Regions from separate parts of the Mus musculus genome. Here region 1 is linked to region 2. The links are chromatin contacts, called in public promoter capture Hi-C maps. All regions are on one chromosome and are shown on one strand. Each heading gives the region's core, a stretch centred on a gene start, on an enhancer-like site or on the middle of the called end of the contact. The rest is flanking DNA. Distances are from core to core; before and after follow the strand shown. Region 1 holds the start of Rab3a (RAB3A, member RAS oncogene family). Region 2 holds the start of Unc13a (unc-13 homolog A).

Evidence for each region. Promoter capture Hi-C pulls out the DNA fragments that hold promoters and counts their contacts.
Region 1: a contact with region 2 is called in a promoter capture Hi-C map of embryonic stem cells, with 3 times the contacts expected there. The contact joins the promoter of Rab3a here to the promoter of Unc13a in region 2. A contact is called at or near these places in 4 of 39 promoter capture datasets (the HPC-7 cell line, embryonic stem cells and hippocampal neurons), 5 of 115 datasets of contacts at active chromatin or transcription factors (bone marrow-derived dendritic cells, embryonic forebrain, embryonic stem cells and 2 more) and 1 of 9 other capture datasets (embryonic stem cells).

Annotation. Positions count from the first base shown.
Region 1 is chr8:70,750,746-70,756,105 of GRCm38.p6, forward strand. It overlaps Rab3a (RAB3A, member RAS oncogene family), which reads left to right and starts at 3,958. Exons shown (of 5, transcript NM_009001.7): 1 at 3,958-4,118; 2 at 5,111-5,338. The coding sequence starts at 5,111. It overlaps Pde4c (phosphodiesterase 4C, cAMP specific), which reads left to right. Exons shown (of 17, transcript NM_001310465.1): 17 at 1-441.
Region 2 is chr8:71,670,063-71,675,559 of GRCm38.p6, forward strand. Unc13a (unc-13 homolog A) reads right to left here and starts at 1,695. Exons shown (of 44, transcript NM_001029873.2): 1 at 1,564-1,695. The coding sequence starts at 1,585.

The DNA.
Region 1 (5,360 bases), core at 2,708-5,207, 920 kb before region 2:
GTGTGTGTGTGGAGACAGCTGGTCCAGGCTGGGCAGCCTGACTAGAAATAAAAAGAGCTGGAAGTGGGCTGGAAAGATGGCTCAGTGGTTAGGAGCACTGACTGTTCTTCCAGAGGTCCTGAGTTCAAATCCCAGCAACCACGTGGTGGCTCACAATCATCTGTAATGGGATCTGTTTTTTGTTTTGTTTTGTTTTGTTTGTTTGTTTTCGATACAGGGTTTCTCTGTGTAGCCCTGGCTGTCCTGGAACTCACTCTGCAGACCAGGCTGGCCTCGAACTCAGAAATCCACCTGCCTCTGCCTCCCAAGTGCTGGGATTAAAGACATGTGCCACCACCACTGTGTGGCCTGAAATGGGATCTGATGCCCTCTTCTTTTGTGTCTGAAGAAAGCAATGGTTACTCACATATAATAAATAAATAAATCTTTAAAAAAAAAAAAGTAGCTGGAGTGTGGCTAAGGGGTGGAGCTTCTGCCTAGAATTGCCCAATGAGGGGCTTGGGGTGTGGCTCTGGTAACAGAGCTTTAGCTTTTGGGAAGTCCTGAGTTCCATTTCTATCACTGCAAAAATAGAATAAATAGAAGAGCACTGCAGGCCTCAGTCTTCCCGTCAATGAGGATCCCTGTCTCTGACAAGATTGGGCTTCTCAAACCAGAGTGCCGGCACACCTCTCTTCACCATAGGCGTTCCCTAGTCAGGGTTCTCTAGAGTCACAGAATTTATGGGTATTCTCTATATAGTAAAGGAATTTATTGATGACTTAGAGTCTGCAGTTCAACTCCCAACAGTGGTCAGCAGCAGCTGTGAATGGAAGTCCAAGGATCTAGCAGTTGCTCAGTCCTACACGGCAAGCAGGTGAAGGAGAGAAAGCCTTCCTTCTTCCAATGTCCTTATGTAGGTCTCCAGCAGAAGGTGTAGCCCAGATTAAAGGTGTGTGCCACCACACCTTTAATCACAGATGACCTTGAACTCAGAGATTTCCCTGTTTTTGTTTTTTTTTTAAAGATTTATTTATTTATTATATGTAAGTACACTGCAGCTGTCTTCAGATGCACCAGAAGAGGGTGTCAGATCTCATTACGGATGGTTGTGAGCCACCATGTGGTTGTTGGGATTTGAACTCAGGACCTTCGGAAGAGCAGCGGTACTCTTAACCACTGAGCCATCTCTCCAGCCCATGAGATCTCCCTGTCTTAATCTTCTGGAAGCCATAGCCACTATGTCTTAAGATCTCCATACCAAGATCCAGATCAGAAACTTCTATCTCCAAGCCTCCAGATTAGGGTCACTGGTGAGCCTTCCAATTCTGGATTGTAGTTCATTCCAGATATAGTCAAGTTGACAACCAGGAATAGCCGCGACACCTACTCATTCTCTTGTGTGGAAACTGAGTCATAACTAGTCCCTCAGAGCTTATATACTAAGAGTGGGCACTGGTGCCCCCTGGCGGTATGACTGATTCCCTGTTTGTTTTCCAAACAGTTCTTTGGCCGTTTTGAGACAAGGTCTCATGGTCTCAAGTTCTAATGTCAGACTTGTTTGCCGCAGAGGATGACACTAACGTTATTTTCTTGCCTCCACCATTCGAGTGCTTGGCTGGGGTAACAGGCATGTGCCATGGGGGGGGGGGGGTCCCTCTCTTTCCCTTTTCCTTTTTCCCTCTGAGCCTGTAACTCTGCACCTGACCAAGGCCTCCAAGGAGCCAGAGTGGCAGGCGACTTCCTCTGTAAATATTATGACTCGGGCTATTCATCCCCAGGAGGCACAAAAGGCCATCTGGGGTCACACACTGGAACATTTCCTTCTTCCTTCCAGATGTCTTAAGAGGCGACCCTTAGAGATTTCTTGTTAAACAAAGTCATGTGTGTTCACTGTGGGAGAATTTGGAAGTCACACAAACCTGATGACGTGAGTTCCATTCCTAGGACTTGTGCTGGAAGGAAAGAACTGACTTCCTAGGTTGTCCTGTGACACTCCCCTCTTTCCAACACAAATAAATGAATATAACTTAGAAAGATTTGAGGAACAGCTTCCCTCTGTCCCTTCTTCTGCCTGTGCTCTTGTTTGCCCAGGCCTTTAACACACTTGCTTCATTCTTCCAGACAGCTGTGCTGTCCTCTCTGGGGAGCCTCAAACTCAGAAATTCCCAAGTGCTGTGTAATTAAAGGTTTCTGTTACCATGCCAGCAGTTTCCCCGCACACGTTTATAGTATGAAACAGGGTCTCACTTTGTGATCCAGGATGATAAAGAACTCAACAACCCTCCTGCCTCAGCTTTCCAAGTGTTCCGATGAAGCCTTGCCACCTACTGAGCTACCAGCACAGTTCTCCTGGAGCCCTTGCTTGGTGGTGGAAGCAAATGGGTTCCTCCCCTAACCTTATCCCTTCGGAATAAATCCAAATCAGGCTCCAGTGTCCCAGGCTCCTCCTGCACCCTTTCTGTCCTCAAACCCGGTCCCGGTCCCCACAGTAGCCTCCGCGTGGGCCCGGAGCTCGCTAAGTAACAAACTGATGGTCACTTTGTGTCTCTGCATGAAGTGCAGGGGAAGCAGGAAATAAGCTTCCTCCAGCGGCCCCGGATTGGGCGGGGCTCCAGGCTCCTCGCGGGGGTGGACGAGCATCCAGGCGACAAGTTATTCTGGTCCATTGGCGCCTCCGCAGCTGGCGGGGAGGTCTATAAACAGGGCCAGGACACGTTCCCAGTTCTGCTTCCTGTGGGAATGGAAGCGATGGGGACCCTGCCCGGCCGCACGGAGAGGAAGAATAGGATAGACCCCAGATTCCCACCTTGACAGGCAGATTTGCAGGAATGAGTCGTGTGTATCATAGCGGCTTGGAAGTCTGCATTTCTGCGCCCACCTTCCTGAGACACAGGGTTACCCGGGTCCCAGTGTCCATATCGTAAAGGGCGTTGGGCAGCTACTCTTGAATCTTCTCTGCTTCCTTGGTCTTTCATTACAATTTTGGAAGACTTATGGGTCAGGATACTTCTGAGCCCTAAGTGCGCAAGGAAGCAAGGGGTTCTCTGGGGACTCATCAGACCCTTTTCTCTTTGCACAGACCGGATTTTCTCCTTTATTTCTTTGAGGCAGGGTTTTATGTGGATCAAGCTGACTTTAAGACACTATGTAACTGAGGATCACCTTGGACTTCTGCTTCTCCCCTCCTTCCCTTCTCCTCCCAGTGCAGAGAACAGGAGCCTGGATCAACCCAGGTCTTTGTGATGCAGGTTCCCCACCAAACTGAGAATTATCCTCAGCCCATCAAAAAACAGTTCTTTCTTTCTTTCTTTTTTTAAAAATTATTTATTTATTTGCTTGTTTATTTTGTTTTTTGAGACAAAGTTTCTCTTCATAGTCCTGCTGTCCTGGAACTCACGTTGTAGACCAGGCTGGCCTCGAACTCACAGAGATCTGCCTCCATCTCCCTTCTGAGTGCTGGGACTAAAAATTCTGTGTGGTCTTTAATGAGTTTTTTGAGCCCTAAAATGTAATCAAGATGTATGCCTGCCAATCCAACACTTGTGAGGTGCAGGCGGGAGGATCAAGAGTTCAAGATCAGCCTCTGCTACTTGGCAAGTTCGAGACCAGCTTGTTACTTGAGACCATTTCTCAAAACAAAACCTAAACTCCTGAGTGCTTCACGTCTCAAAAGCAAGGACTTCTAACCACAAGTTTCCAACCAGAGCTAGGTCCTGGCCTCAGCCTCTCCGCCCTTCAAACACCTAGCAGTCACCATTGGGCCTCTAAAGACGTAGGAATCGCTGATTTGATATTCGGTCCGTCGCTCGAGAGCATCAGCCAATGGAAACTTCATGCCTCCCTAGAGCCCCGTCTTCCAGTGGCTTACCAGGCCCTGCCCCTCTTCTGCCGGCGCAGGCCAGTGTGGTCCCGCGGCTGTCGATGCAGTCCCTCCCCTAACGTCACAGCTTCGTTTGCATAGAAAGCCCCGCCCCTGGCTTTGCAGGACGTCAGCTAGGACTGCAGGGGCCTGAGCCTCCTCCGCTGCCGCCTGCAGCCCCCGCCGCCGCCTGCATCCCCCGCATCCTCTTCTGGGGCCCGGTCGCCAGCGCAGTCGCCACGGTCGCCGTCGCCAGCGTTGTCTCAGCTTAGAGAGGGTAAGGGTGAGCGCAACCCAGGTCCACACACTGAGGAGCCCGCGTTTCACTGACAGCTGGGGGATCAAGGGGAGCGCAACTCGGGTGTAGTGGCTATGGGTCTCGCATTTGGCATTCTTGGTCCCGCATCCCGCACCCCTCGCCCTTAACCTGGCACCTGGGGCCCGGGCTCTGCGACAGAGGGGGAGGGGAAAGCCAGGCCTTGCGGGAGGCTTGTGCGTGCTCGTGCTCGTGGGGTGAACACGCGTGTGCGCGCCCGCTGGGCATGGAGAGGCTCGAGTGACCGCAGGACGCGCAGCGTGCACACTTGTGATACGTTGTGCGTGCATGGTCCGCGTGCGCGGTGCGCGTGGATCTTAGTTCAAGTATGTGCTCACACGCGTGTGGAGCCATGCGCGTGTGTGGTGTGTCCTCCCGGATGGCCAGGTACAGTCGTGCATTGGTGCAGGGAGCTGTGCTCACACATGGGCTTGCACACACCATACATGTCTGCTTGTTTCGCCTGTTAGCACCACTCTTGCATGCAGGGCAGGTGTTTGGGTCTGCCTGCCCTAGATGCTTCATTGTGCTTGTGTGTGTGTGTGTGTGTGTATGCGTGCGCGCTCTTGTGCTCGCGATTTTGTGTGTGTGAGCCTACGTTCATCCTGTCTTCGTCACGTGATGTGGCTATCTCAGGGCCCCAGTTCTTGCAGGAGAAAAATAAGGATGAGCGAGAACTGGGGATCCTCCTGTATTCATGTTCCGGTGTGGGTCTCTGTGAGAGACTGATGGGAAGGCAGAGGAGGCTCAGTCTTCCCTCAGGGTACAGGGGAATCTGAGGTTCACAGCCTGCTTAAAACCTTGGTGCTGTCAAGGTCACAGCTCTGCCTTATGTTGGTTGGGGGGGTTGAGCATGTGACATTGGGGGGTATCCTCACCTACCCCTGTGCCGTGCCCACCCTGTGCGTGGTCCTGATGCTCCCCTCAGGCCCTCTGTGCCACGCCTCCCGCAGATGGCTTCCGCCACAGACTCTCGCTATGGGCAGAAGGAGTCCTCAGACCAGAACTTCGACTATATGTTCAAGATCCTGATCATTGGGAACAGCAGCGTGGGCAAAACCTCGTTCCTCTTCCGCTACGCAGATGACTCCTTCACTCCAGCCTTTGTCAGCACCGTTGGCATAGACTTCAAGGTCAAAACCATCTACCGCAACGACAAGAGGATCAAGCTGCAGATCTGGGTGTGTAGGGCTGGAGGGGAGA
Region 2 (5,497 bases), core at 445-2,944:
ACTATGCATACTGAGCCTCAGCTCCTGCCTATCTATGTGTATATACTAAACGTTCCTTAGCATCCTGTGTGTACAATCTAGATCTGTATCTGCAACATGGAAGCTTCCATTGCAGAGGAGCCTGGAGCCCCCATATATCCAATGGCAGCCCTAGCCATAAAGCGTCCGTGGGGAGGGTCGTGGGTGGTTGGAATGAAGGTGTTCCCTGACTGTGAGGGTGAGTTCAGGTCCACTGGACACCTCCAGGCCCAGCTTTACCACGCCCAGCGCCCCACTCAGGCCCCACCTGCACCTCCCTACCTCTCTGCCTGTTTCCTCTCCCCAGAGCCCTACCCTTCATTCCCTGTTCTGCCCACCATGGTATCCAGGGAATTCAGTACAAATGTCTCCTGGGCCTGGCTTTCTGGAAGCCTCCTTTCTTAGGCTGCACGCCCTCCACCCCCACAGCTGAGCCTCCGGTTTGCGTCAGAGTTGGGGTGACGCGCCCCCCCCCCCCCGCCCCAGGAGGCAGGATGGGAGGACACGGGATTCAGGGAGCTCCCGAGGTGAGGATCCCCTTCACGTTCAGCTCCGCTTACTTCCCAGGTCTGGAAGCCGCGGATACCCAGTAATCCTGGGCAGTCGGAACCTTCGAGGCACAGGGTCAGAGAAAAGAGTTCCTGCTCCTTTAAGAACACCCGCGTCCAACAGACTAGAGCGATGCACCGCGGGGCGCGGGCGGGCTGGGCCGGGTTTGTGAATGGAGCAGCGAGCGGAGGGGGAGGGGGGGACAGGGAGGGGGAGGGGCAGAGGGGCGGGGCCATCTAGGGCTACACAGCCGCGGAGCTCAAATCCGCACACCGCCGCCCAGGTCTCCCGCCGCCTGGGTTCTGAGGGGATGGAGACTCGCCCTCTTCCTTACACAGCTTCCTGGAGGTGGGAAGGGGAAAGGGAGTAGGGGGTTCACCCCCCACCCTCCAAACCTAGAGCTCACAACGGTATCGGCACGCATCGCTACATGGCCAGTCGGTCGCCCAAGGTCTCCCGCTGTAGAGTTACCTGGCAGCCGTGCCTAGCCCCACCCGGAACTTCGAGGGGTGCAGGGGTCACACCTCTCCCGTTATTCCCTCCCTACTCTCCAAATGCGGAGCGTGGGCCTGGGCGTGGGCCTCGGTGCAGATGGCGTTTTGGCCCCAAAATAGCTGCTCCCCCACATCTCCTTCCCTTCCTCCAGCCCTAGGGGTGAGGCGAAGAGGGAGCCACGAGCTTCCGCGGAGCCTGCTGCACTGTTTAGGGCATACTGGGGATCGGAGAGGTTGCTCCTACGCTCAGTCCGGGCCCATTACCCCTAAACGCCCCACCCTCGCGCGCACGGTCCGCCGTCTCCTCAGCCCCAACCAGGGCCTATAAACCGTCTACACAGGCGCCCCGAGTCCCTCATCCACTCGTGTGAGTGACAGGAAGAGCACCTAGGGCTGATCCAAGTGCGCCCTGAAGCGCGCACCGGGGGTCCCCCTGCTGTGCAGCCCGACTCGGCTCATCCACGCACACCCCGCACTTTTCCCGCGTCCACGCAGAACCTACCTCCCACGCACAGCAGAGACATGACTCCAGGCGGCTAGAGCGCGGCGGGTGCAGCGCGGGGCTCAGGGCTTATGCCGGGGCCCGGCCGCCGGCCATGTCGCTTCAGCACCGGGGGCGCGGACAGCGCCTGACGCGCTCTGACGCTGCGGCGTGGGCGGAGCCGGAGACGCGTGACGGGGCGGGGCCGGGCAGACGCCTTAAAGGGCTCGTAAACTGCGGGGAGTCCAGGCCAGGTCGTATCTGTTTCAAAGCCCTTTGCTTTCTGGCTCAGCCTCGATGAGTATTTCTGTCCGTGCTCCACCTACCTAGGTCTCCACGTTTCTATTTCCTCTCTGAGCCACCTAACCTGTGCTCTTGTTTTACATTCTCCTGGGTAACAGAACTGCTATTTGCTGTCAATTCCCCATCTTCAGTGCCGCAGGAAGCTGTTTGTTTATTGGTTTTTTTGTTTGTTTTTTAATCCGGGTACTGACACTTGCGAGACATGTGCCTTACCTTCCCCGTATGAGGCATATACTCTACCACAGGCACATATCTCTGCCCATTTTATAACTTTACTTCTTGCGGGCCATGGACGTAATAGATCTCTGCGAGTCTGTGGCCATCCTAGTCTGCATAGTGAGATTCTATCTCTAAAAACCAAAACAAACAAAAAACACACGTTTATTGGGTCTGGAGAGCTGCCCAGAGGTTAAGAGCACCAGCTGGTCTTCCAGAGACCCCAGCCTTCTGTTCCTCGCACCCACATGGTAGCTCCCAACCATCCACAGACATGCACAGAAAGCAAAATAAATCTAAAATTTTTTTTATACATTACATTGTTTATGTGTGTAGAAATGAGGCACACACATATCACAGCGCCCATGGAGATCAGAAGGCAACTTTCCAGACTTGATTCTCTTTCCACTATGTGGGTTCCAGGAATAGAATTCATGGCTTCAGGCTTGGCAGGAGGAGCTCACTGGGATATTGTGCAGAGCTTCTTGATTTTTTTCCATGTGTGGAATGTGTGTGTGTGTGTGTGTGTAAGACAGAGTTTGCATGTGCCTGTGTGTGCATGTGAGTATGTTTGTGTGTGTCCATGTGTCTGTGTGTGTGAGTGTGTCTGTATGTGTCTATGTGAGTGTGTTTGTGCTTGTGTGTCTGTGTCTGTATAAGTGTGTGTGTATGAGTGTGTCTGTATGTGTTTATGTCTGAGTGTGTGTTTGTGTATCTGTGTGTCTGAGTGTATGTGTCTGTATCTGATAGTGTGTGTGTATGTGAGTGTGTCTGAGCACACACACCTGTGCATGTAAGCCCAGTGAACAACCCTGGATGCTGTTCCTCATGCACAGGTCACTTATTCATCATTGTAGCTGTTGGTAGCAGTGTCTTACTGGCCCTAAGCTCACAGCTTAGACTGGCAGCTCCTGGAGAAGGGCCTGGAGGTATGTATCAGCAGCTCCTCCTGTAGGCTTTGGAGACAGAATGGCGGCCACCCTGGCACCTCCACTTCCCTTAGGCACCTCAGGAGCATGGTAGCTACCCAGCCATCTTCACAGCCCTCTGCTGCTCTAATTAAAATTTATTTGCATTTATTTTACATTTGTGACTGTTCTGCTTGTATGTCTGTGTCCCACCTCAGTGCTTGGTGCCCACACAGGCCAGGAGAGGGTGTCAGGTCACTGACACAGGGGTTGCAGTGGTGCTGAGCCACCTTGTGGGTGCTAGGAATCAAACTTGGGTCCTCTGGAGGAGCCAGTACTCCTAACCACTGAGATGCTCAATTCCCCTGCCCCCTTCCCCCTTTGCAGAGTGACCTTCATGCTTGCTCACATGCTGAGCTAATTATGTGTTGGTGTAAATTCTAGACTCCTCCTCACTGTTTATAGGGGTGGCCCTGAGTGAACTGCCCCAGACAGCTAAGCCTCCTGTCTTGCGCTGCGCAGCCTCCACTCCCACCTGTGAGCCAGCTCCTCGCAGCCTGAGCTCCTTCCTTTAGTGTCCTTGGCTCCTGTTTTCTTTTTTTTTTTTTTGTTTTTAAGATTTATTTATTGATTATATGCAAGTACACTGTAGCTGTCCTCAGACACTCCAGAAGAGGGAGTCAGATCTTGTTACGGATGGTTGTGAGCCACCATGTGGTTGCTGGGATTTGAACTCCTGACCTTCGGAAGAGCAGTCGGTGCTCTTAACCGCTGAGCCATCTCTCCAGCCCGGCTCCTGTTTTCAATACTGCCATGCTCACTGTCCTCCATACAACCTACTGGGCTCCTCCTGTTAAGCCTCAAAAATCTATGTAAGGCCAGGTTGACCTCCAGCTATCTCTGTCCTAGAACAAGGCAGAAGTTTCCTAGAGCACAGAGTGTTTGGGACAGGAGCCTCATTCAGGTCTTACCCAGAATATTTTGTGACTGGCTGGACATGACTCAGGGGCAGACCCTATCCTATCTTAGTCTTCTATTGCTGTGAAGAGAACTTGACCAAGGAAACTCTTACAAAAGTAAACATTTAGTTGGGGCTGTCTTACAGTTTCAGAGGTTTAGCCCACTATCACCATGGAAACCTGGAAGTGCCCAGGCAGACATGATATTTCTCCATCTGGATCGACAGGCAGCAAGAAGACAGAAACTCTGAGCCTAGTTTAAGCATTTGAAACTACAAAGCCCCAGTGACTCTTCCTCCAATAAGACCATGCCTCCTAATGGTGCCTCTTCCTGATGAGCCTATAGGGGACAGTCTTACTCAACCCCTACACACCGCTGCCTAGGATACCACAGTGTATGTGTGTTGGGGGGACTGGATTGCACAGTGTCCTAGGTTCCATTCCCAATATTCCACCCCCATATCTCCCAACTCTTGGTGCCTCAGTTTTGCCATCTGCAAAAGAGGGATTATAACAAATGACTTTGTGTTTTTGAATCCAAACCTACAAACTCGGGAATCCTAAGGGCTCCAATTCTTTTTTTTTTTTTTTAAAGATTTACTTATTATTATATCTAAGTACACTGTAGCTGTCTTCAGATGCACCAGAAGTGGGCATCAGGTCTCATTATGGATGGTTGTGAGCCACCATGTGGTTGCTGGGATTTGAACTCAGGACCTTCGGAAGAGCCGTCGGTGCTCTTAACCACTGAGCCATCTCTCCAGCCCAAGGGCTCCAATTCTTATGAGTACTTGTTTCGCCGGGTGTGGTGGTGCACGCCTTTAATCCCAGCATTTGGGAGGCAGAGACAGGTGGATTTCTGAGTTCGAGGCCAGCCTGGTCTACAAAGTGAGTTCCAGGGCTATACAGAGAAACCCTGACTCGACCCCCCCCCCCAAAAAAAAAAGAGTACCCGTTTCACTTTTTAAAAAATTTTAATTAGCTTTCAGCAGTAAGGCAGAGGTGAGGCCACTCCAGGACAGAATGGAGGATGACAGGCCCTGCAGGCTCCCTATTGCCCCCCAAATTTAATTCCCTTATTTTGCTGCTTCTTGCTTCTCACAAATATTGCTATGTTCCATGTGCTTTGAACTATTTGTAACAGAACCCAACAGTTGCCTTTTTCTTCTTTTCTTAAAATTTTTTTAAAATTTATTTTGTAAGACAAGGTTTAGTTGTATAGTCTGAGCTGGTCTGAAACTTTCTATGTGGACCAGGCTTGGCTCAGACTGGCAGCAATCCTCCTGCCTTGGCCTCCTGAGTGGTGGGATTGTCACACATGTGCTACAATGGCCTGTTGGTGTCTTCTTCGTGTCCTACATGGGTAGGGCCAGAGAAGGAGCTATGCTGGTGGCCAGTAACAACCCAGCCATACTCCTACCTCCATCCAGCTGTTTTACATGGCAACTGGGATGAAATCTCAGGTATTGGTGCTTATGCAAATGTTCCACCCCTGAGTCGTGTCCCCAGCCCCTCACTGGGGGATTCTAGGTAGGAGCTCCACCAGTGAGCTGTGTGGCACATATTGGT